Linked DNA regions of Mus musculus: region 1 is linked to region 2. The links are chromatin contacts, called in public promoter capture Hi-C maps. All regions are on one chromosome and are shown on one strand. Each heading gives the region's core, a stretch centred on a gene start, on an enhancer-like site or on the middle of the called end of the contact. The rest is flanking DNA. Distances are from core to core; before and after follow the strand shown. Region 1 holds the start of Arl4d (ADP-ribosylation factor-like 4D). Region 2 holds the start of Tmem107 (transmembrane protein 107).

Region 1 (3,444 bases), core at 105-2,604, about 33 Mb before region 2:
TTCTCCTGACCCCCAACATCCCACACTTGGAAAGTGATCCCACGGGAACCCCCCAGGGGCACGCGGATCTTCTCAGTATTAAAGCCCTTGGTGGGGACGCTCTGGACAAACTCCTTGAACTTGAGACGGTAAAGAAGGGAAGTCTTCCCCGCGGAATCCAACCCAATGACGACGACATGCAGGGCCTGGAAGTGCGGCAGAAAGGACGAGGCTGTAGGGGCCATTTCAGTCAAGTGGTTCCCCATGGTGAGCTAGGGTGCAGGGTGGACCTCAGGAGTAGGTCTGGGACTCCAGCAGAGGCCAAGAAGAGGAGACCTTAAAACGGCAGGTAGCACAAGCTGGGGTGTCTAAACAAGGCCAAAAAAGAAACGAGAAAGGTTTAGAATAAACGAATTTGCAACTTTTGGGTCCTTCCCCTAAACCTGCACCCTACCCTTCTAAATATTCCTTTTATTAAAACAAGGTTTGCCCCAGCAGTGGTGGAGCACACCTTTAATCCCAGCACTTGGGAGGCAGAGGCAGGTGGATTTCTGAGTTCGAGGCCAGCCTGGTCTACAGAGTGAGTTCCAGGACAGCCAGGGCTACACAGAGAAACCCTGTCTAGAAAAACAAAAAAGAAAAAAAAAAAGATTTTTAAGTGCCTCTTTTTCCAAAGTAAAGAAAAAATATTTTGTGCGTGTGTGTAAGCCACTCACAGCTTGAGTGTTAAAGTCAGGACAACTTACAAGAGTATGTGGGTCTCAGGAACCAATTAGGGTCCTCATGTTTTAGGGTAGGCGCTTTTAAACCATCTCCAATGCCTTTCTCCTTCCCCTCTTCTTAAAAATAAAAAATAAAAAAAGTAGCTACAGGTGTAACAAGGCGTGCTCCTGTCCCAGGGACTCCTAGGAGAGGCCCTGAGGTCAGAGAAACTCTCGGGCACTAGGATCTTCGAGGGTGCGGATCTTGCAGGCAAGATCCGAAGTAAGGTCGTTTCCCTGCACCCCTCTCCGAGATTGAGAGAAAGCAGAAGCTGTGCTCTCCACTCCCCAGAGGAGAAATCTCGCATGAAGGAGGCGGTCGGGCAGTGTGCCCAAAGTAAGAGCACCGATGTGGGTCGGGCTCCCACAAGCACCGCATACCCACAACGGTGGCACGCCCCTGCGGGCGCTTTGACCACCACCACACGGCCCTGCAACTCTCCAGCCAGCGGTCGACGCCCGCTCCCCTAAGCCCCGCAAGCCGGCGCCTTTGCATGGTCCAGACACCCTCCTTTACCTTCAGCCAGCCGCACTCTCCGCGAGCCACGCCAACCAGACACCGACTCGTCGCGTCTCAGCCACAGCGGACTTTGCAGTGCCGCTGCTCCGGTTCCTCGTTAAAAACCCTCTCGTGACGTCACACGACGCGGCCCAATCAGCGTCCCGGAGGCGGGGACTGAGCCAGCCTCTGCAGCCCCAGCCTGGAAATGGAGAGCTCGTTCTATCCGGAACCGCTTTATTTTAATCTTTTCTACCTTATTCAGTATTTGGAACAGAGCCTGGAACTCATTAGGGCTGGGAGGTGGGACAGACTAAAGGAACAGGCGTGGCTGCGCCTGACGAGAGCATGGAACGGAATGTCTAATAATGACACTACCCCATCCACTTGCCCTCAATCCGGCTGCCCCCCCCCCATACTTTCCTTCCACCTAAAGATCTGCTCGAAGAGATTCTGACATGTTTTCGTATCTTACCTCATTCAGTAGTACTCATTCAAGTCACTGTCTTCATCTAGTTTGCAAAGCAGTATTTACCTGGAGCTCTGATACAGCTGATTCATAATACTAAGCCCATTTAATGTATATAGGAGTACGGGGACGCTGACACACCAGAAGAGGGCATCGGATCCCCTTACAGATGGTTGTGAGCCACCATGTGGTTGCTGGGAAATGGATTCAGGACCTCTGCAAGGGCAGCAGTGCTCAGTGTCAGTTAAGCCAGTGGGTCAGTATATGCCCATGTGTTCAGTAGGAAATGTCAGATCTCCTGGAACCAGAATTAGAGACAGTGGTGACTGCCTCATATGGGTGCTGGGAACCGAACCTGGGTCCGCTGGAAGAGTAATAAGTGCTCTTAACCACTGAGCCATTGCTTCAAGGGATAAGGGGGTGGGGGGAGTATTTTTTGAGACAGGGTCTTTCTATATAACCCTAGCTATCCTGGAACTCACTATGTAGACTAGGGTGGCCTCATACACAAAATAATCCACCTGCCTCTGCCTTTAAGATTAAAGGCATGAAACCAGGCAGTGGTAGTGCATGCCTTTAATCTTGGGAGGCAGTGGCAGGCAGATTTCTGTGTTCGAGGCCATCCTGATCTACAGAGTGAGTTCCAGTACAGCCAGGGCCACACAGAGAAACCATCTCGGGAAAAAAAAAGGAAAAAAAAGGATTAAAGGCATGAGCCATCATATCCAGCTATATTTGGTTTTTTTGTGTGTGTGTTTTGAGATAGGAATCTCATTATGTAGCTCAGGCTATCCTGGACATCCTAACAATCTTTGGGCCTCAGCTTCCTGCATATAGAGCATGGAGGACCCCATTACCTCACAGTAGCATGTTAGGGACTGTTGTCTGTTTCTTACAGGTACAGAAAGCTGCAGATGGATAAAAGACTTAGTTATGATCACATTTAGGTCATATGTGGCTGAGCAAGATCTGTCTGAATTCAGTGCCAGGATGCTCACTGCTTGGCAATAGTCTTCTCATGGGGAGACTCTGGGGCGAGGCAGTCTTACGTTAGACAGCCAGCATTACACAGTGAGATGCTGTCTAAAAAGCACGATAAAAGAGACTTTAAAAGACAAAGTTCAACTGGGCATAACCACAGAGTGTTATCCCAGGTACTCTGGAGGCTGAGGCAGGAGACAAGACATGGATAACCTCTCTAGGCTAGATCATGAGTTCAAGGCCAGCACGAGCAACTTAACACGACCCTATTTCAGAAATACAGATGAACCAGTCATGATGGCGTAGCAGCAGAGAGTTTGCCCAGCATGCACAGACTCTGGGTTCTGCCCCAAGTACCTCAGTAATCAAACACAGCTCATTCCTCAGCACCAGCCAGAGTTCTAGGGCTACAGACACCTCAAGCCTCAAAGGTCACATTCCATAATGAGTGACAGACAGCGGCAGCTCAGGAAGACACAATTTTTTTTTTTTTTGTTTTTTAACAAATCATCAAATGGGGACTTCAGAGGGATTTCAGAGGGAAAGAATGGGTCACCTAGAAGTTTCTGAAAAGGTCTCTAGAAATGTAGCACTTGGGTGGGGCATCGTGCTTAGCAGTTAGTCGCAGTTCTGGTTGTCCTGAAGGGGAGGAGATGTTACAAAGGGCAAGGTGACCAAAAGGACAACAAGATTACCCTCAGTAAAAGCTACGCGTAAAGAGGATTGGGAAGGGAGGAGGGGAAGTCACTGCCAGA
Region 2 (3,658 bases), core at 572-3,071:
ACTCTACCAATTTCACATGTGCAGGAAAGGTCTAGGTGGGGGAAACCTTCAGATTTGGGATCGATTTTCCACCACCCCCCCCCATTCCAAAATATTGGGTGCTAGGGCACCTGCAGAAGGTAAAAATGTACCAGTACGTGGTACATTCCCATCGCTCGAATACGAAGAAAGACAGGGCCACAGACGCGCTACAGTGGGCTGCAATGGCTTAACAATACAGAGGGGGTCAAGGAAAGTAATCGGTTCGTGATGGGCCCCGTTGGTACCTGGACTTGGGTTCAGCTTGTACCCTTCCCTTAAGACAAGCGCCAGAGTTGGCAGCCAATGCCTTCTGAATTTATGGACAGTTATGTGTAAGAGACCAGAGCTGAGTTTGCTTTGATAGGACCTCTCCCTGTACACTCTGTACACTTCTGGGAAGGTTAATGTCATATATGCCCTAGGCCACACAAGAATACCTACAGATCTGATACACTGGGGATTTCTCCAGTGCCCTGGTCTTCCTTGTCCACAATTCAAGAGTAAAGAGCTACCTTTTTAAAAACACAAACAAACAAACAAAACAAAACAAGCCAGGCAGTGGTGGTGCATGCCTTTAATCCAGCACTTGGGAGGCAGAGGCAGGTGGATTTCGGAGTTCGAGGCCAGCCTGGTCTACTGAGTTCCAGGACAGCCTAGGTCTACATAGAGAAACCCTGTCTTAGATAACCTAAATATATAAGTAAAATAAGATTTAAAAAAACCCAAAAAATTCACCTGCCCCTGCCTCCCGTGCACTAGGATTAAAGGCTTGCAGAACCACACCTGGGCTCTATTTTCTTGGTCCCTTCTGAGTTCCCATAGTGCTTTGTATTTTACACACACCTACAAGCATACTGTTTAATCACACTGATTTACAGATGTTTGTCTGCCACCTCTTCAAACGGGATAAAATGATTTTACTCCCATCCAGGGATCGCCAGAACCTGGCTCACATCCGGATTTAACGAATGTTTGAAGTCTATTAATTCCCCAACAGTGTCTAAAACCTCTCACCTAGAGAGAGATTCGGTTTACCATGTAGAGCAGACACTTGTGCCCCAAAGGCCTACAGAGGTGGAAAGAGTGGTAACTGGGATGAGTCACCTGAGGACGATGGCCAAATAAAAAGGATACAGAGGAGGCTCTGGGTGCTATTGAACATGGAGACTCCTGAGAGGAAGCCAGCCAGCTCCACTGCAAAGAGGCCCAGGGTGAGACAGAGCGCGGCTACCAGCCTGCAGAGAGAAAAGGGCTTGGACCAAGGTTTCTGGATTCTGTTGAAGACCCCTGCACTCTCACCCCGCCCCAAGAGCTCACTGGTTGTCCTGCTTTTCGTATTCCTCCGGGGTGAATTTGAGAGGCAGGCAAGCCTGGATGTTGCTTTCCTGGCGAGCCGGGCAGAAAGAAAGAAATGTCAAAAGAGGAATGGGGCTGCGGGGACAAGTTGGGAAGGGGCCGGGGAACGGAGCAACGAACGGACCCTGTGTGAGTGGACTGAGCTGAGCTGGGTCCACTCCAAGATGAGAATGGGAGGGCCAGGAGGGCACGCGCACGCGCGCCCTGTCCGCGTCTTACCCGGGACCAGAACAACGTGATGACAACCACCAGATGAGCCAAGAGCGTCAGGAACCGAGAGGGCACGAGCCCGGAGATCCGACCCATGGCCTCGGGGGCCTCGAGTGGAGGCCGTGGGTTTTGAGGTTGGAAGTCTGGGGTGGGTCACTCATCAAGTCTCCCTGAGCAAGCAGGCCAGACCTCTCTACTTAAGTGTCCTTCCCGCGCGCTCGGGCGCCGCCCGGCTGCCATGGTAACTGCGTCCGCAAGCGCCACGCTGCTGCTTTCGGAAGTCTCGCGATAGTGCTGCTCCCTCTACCAACGTCTATAGGCGCGGTACGTGAGCCGTTGATGGACCCAAGAGGATGCAGCCAGAACCACCAAATCCTCCCTTCTCCTGTGCTTCCCACTCACTGCCTTGGGCGCTAGGAGTCGAGGGGACGAACGAGGAGAGGCTGATGCACCGAGCTTGTCCCAGGGTCAGGCTAAGTCCCCTAGCCCCTGGTTGTCAGAGGACTCCCCCTTCCGCCCTAGAGCAAAACTTTGCCGAAGAATGACTCTAATTTCTTCCTAAATAACTTGTCTCCGTGTCATGAGAGATTTGCCGAGTGCAGAAATGAGCAGCCTTGGGATGGTTAAAATTGGATGTGGGTGAGGTGACTGCCTCGGGAACCGAGGGGATCTGAAAGGGTGAAGAATGGAGCGGGGGACTGGAACTGCTTGCGCTTAGCCTAGGCTGGGACGCTGACCCACCACCGATTTCACTCTTGCTCTGAGTTGTTAGGCCCCGGACATTGCTCAGTTACAGACCAAGAACCTCTTCTTAGGGTGATGTGACCGATTTGGGGCTTCGGATGAAATCCCTGCAGATCGGAGAATCGGAAAGTTCTCAGCACTTTCCAGTTCACAATCAAGTCCCATGTCAATGGACCTCCCATCCCACTTGCACTCTCTGGTCCCTCCATTCCTTTTTCTTTGTGCCTCTAAACCAGCCCAAAAGACAAGGCTCAGGACCAGAGGGATTTCATCTATTCAACAAATATTTGATGTCTCCCAGATGCCAGGCACTGTGCCCCAAATCTGAGAGTACCTCGATAAAGTCCCTCCAGGTTATATTCTAGGTGGGGAGATTGATAACAGCCAAAACAAGAACAAAACCCAGCGAGGTAATGCGTGCTATAATTTTTTTAAATTAAAAGATAATACTAGAATAATATCAAAGGGAAGCTTTGAAAATAGATACTTCTTAAATTTTTGTTTCAAGGAATTGGCAGAGAGAGAGAGGAAGGAGGTGGAGGAGGAGGAGGAGGAGGAGGAGGAGGAAGAAGAAGAAGAAGAAGAAGAAGAAGAAGAAGAAATGATTCTGTCTCCCTAAAGTAATACATGGGGTTCCCTTTCCTAAGCCAGTTAAAGGTCATGAAAGACAGACTGGAGGTCTTCTAAATGAACGGGGGGTAGGGGGGTGTCTAACTGAACCTGAGATCCCAAACCAGGCAAAAGAATTGCCCCCCCCTCGCCCCCTTTTATTATAAAAGACTGAGGTGAGATGCTTGGCAAGTTTTGTATAGGGTTTGTAACTTAAACAACAGCATTGTAATCATGTAATTTCCTGATTTTTTTTTTCAGTATTGGAGATAAGCTCCAGGCCTCTTACATATAGGTAGGTAAGCACCCTCCACTGAGCCATCCTCCCATCTTCCCTTCTGAGACCCTATAGTATTATCAACGCAGAGAATGGCATTCTAAAACACAAAGAATAATCTATAGCATTGAATGTCCTTATATATTCAGCTCCTACTTATTGAAGCTTCTGCCTGTGGGCTGCACTGGGGATCAAACACAGGGTATGGACCACGCTAAATGATTACTTTACTACTGAGCTCCACTCAAGCTCCTATATGGTGAAACTATAACTTTTTCATATAAAATTGAGTCTTAAGCTGGATAGGGGGAAACACCTATAGTCCCAGCATTTGGGAGGTGGGGGAAAGAGGTTTAGAAATTCAAGGTCATGCTAGGTTATATAGTCAGCTCAATAAAAGGAAAAAACTAAAATGTCTCTACAAAAAAAAATGTAGAAATG

What was found. Promoter capture Hi-C pulls out the DNA fragments that hold promoters and counts their contacts.
Region 1: a contact with region 2 is called in a promoter capture Hi-C map of cranial neural crest. The contact joins the promoter of Arl4d here to the promoter of Tmem107 in region 2. A contact is called at or near these places in 2 of 39 promoter capture datasets (cranial neural crest and maxillary cranial neural crest) and 1 of 115 datasets of contacts at active chromatin or transcription factors (neural stem cells).

The regions. Positions count from the first base shown.
Region 1 is chr11:101,663,451-101,666,894 of GRCm38.p6, reverse strand. It overlaps Arl4d (ADP-ribosylation factor-like 4D), which reads right to left and starts at 1,354. Exons shown (of 2, transcript NM_025404.3): 1 at 1,258-1,354; 2 at 1-347. The coding sequence starts at 245.
Region 2 is chr11:69,068,972-69,072,629 of GRCm38.p6, reverse strand. Tmem107 (transmembrane protein 107) reads right to left here and starts at 1,821. Exons shown (of 5, transcript NM_025838.2): 1 at 1,597-1,821; 2 at 1,339-1,406; 3 at 1,156-1,256; 4 at 111-207. The coding sequence starts at 1,683.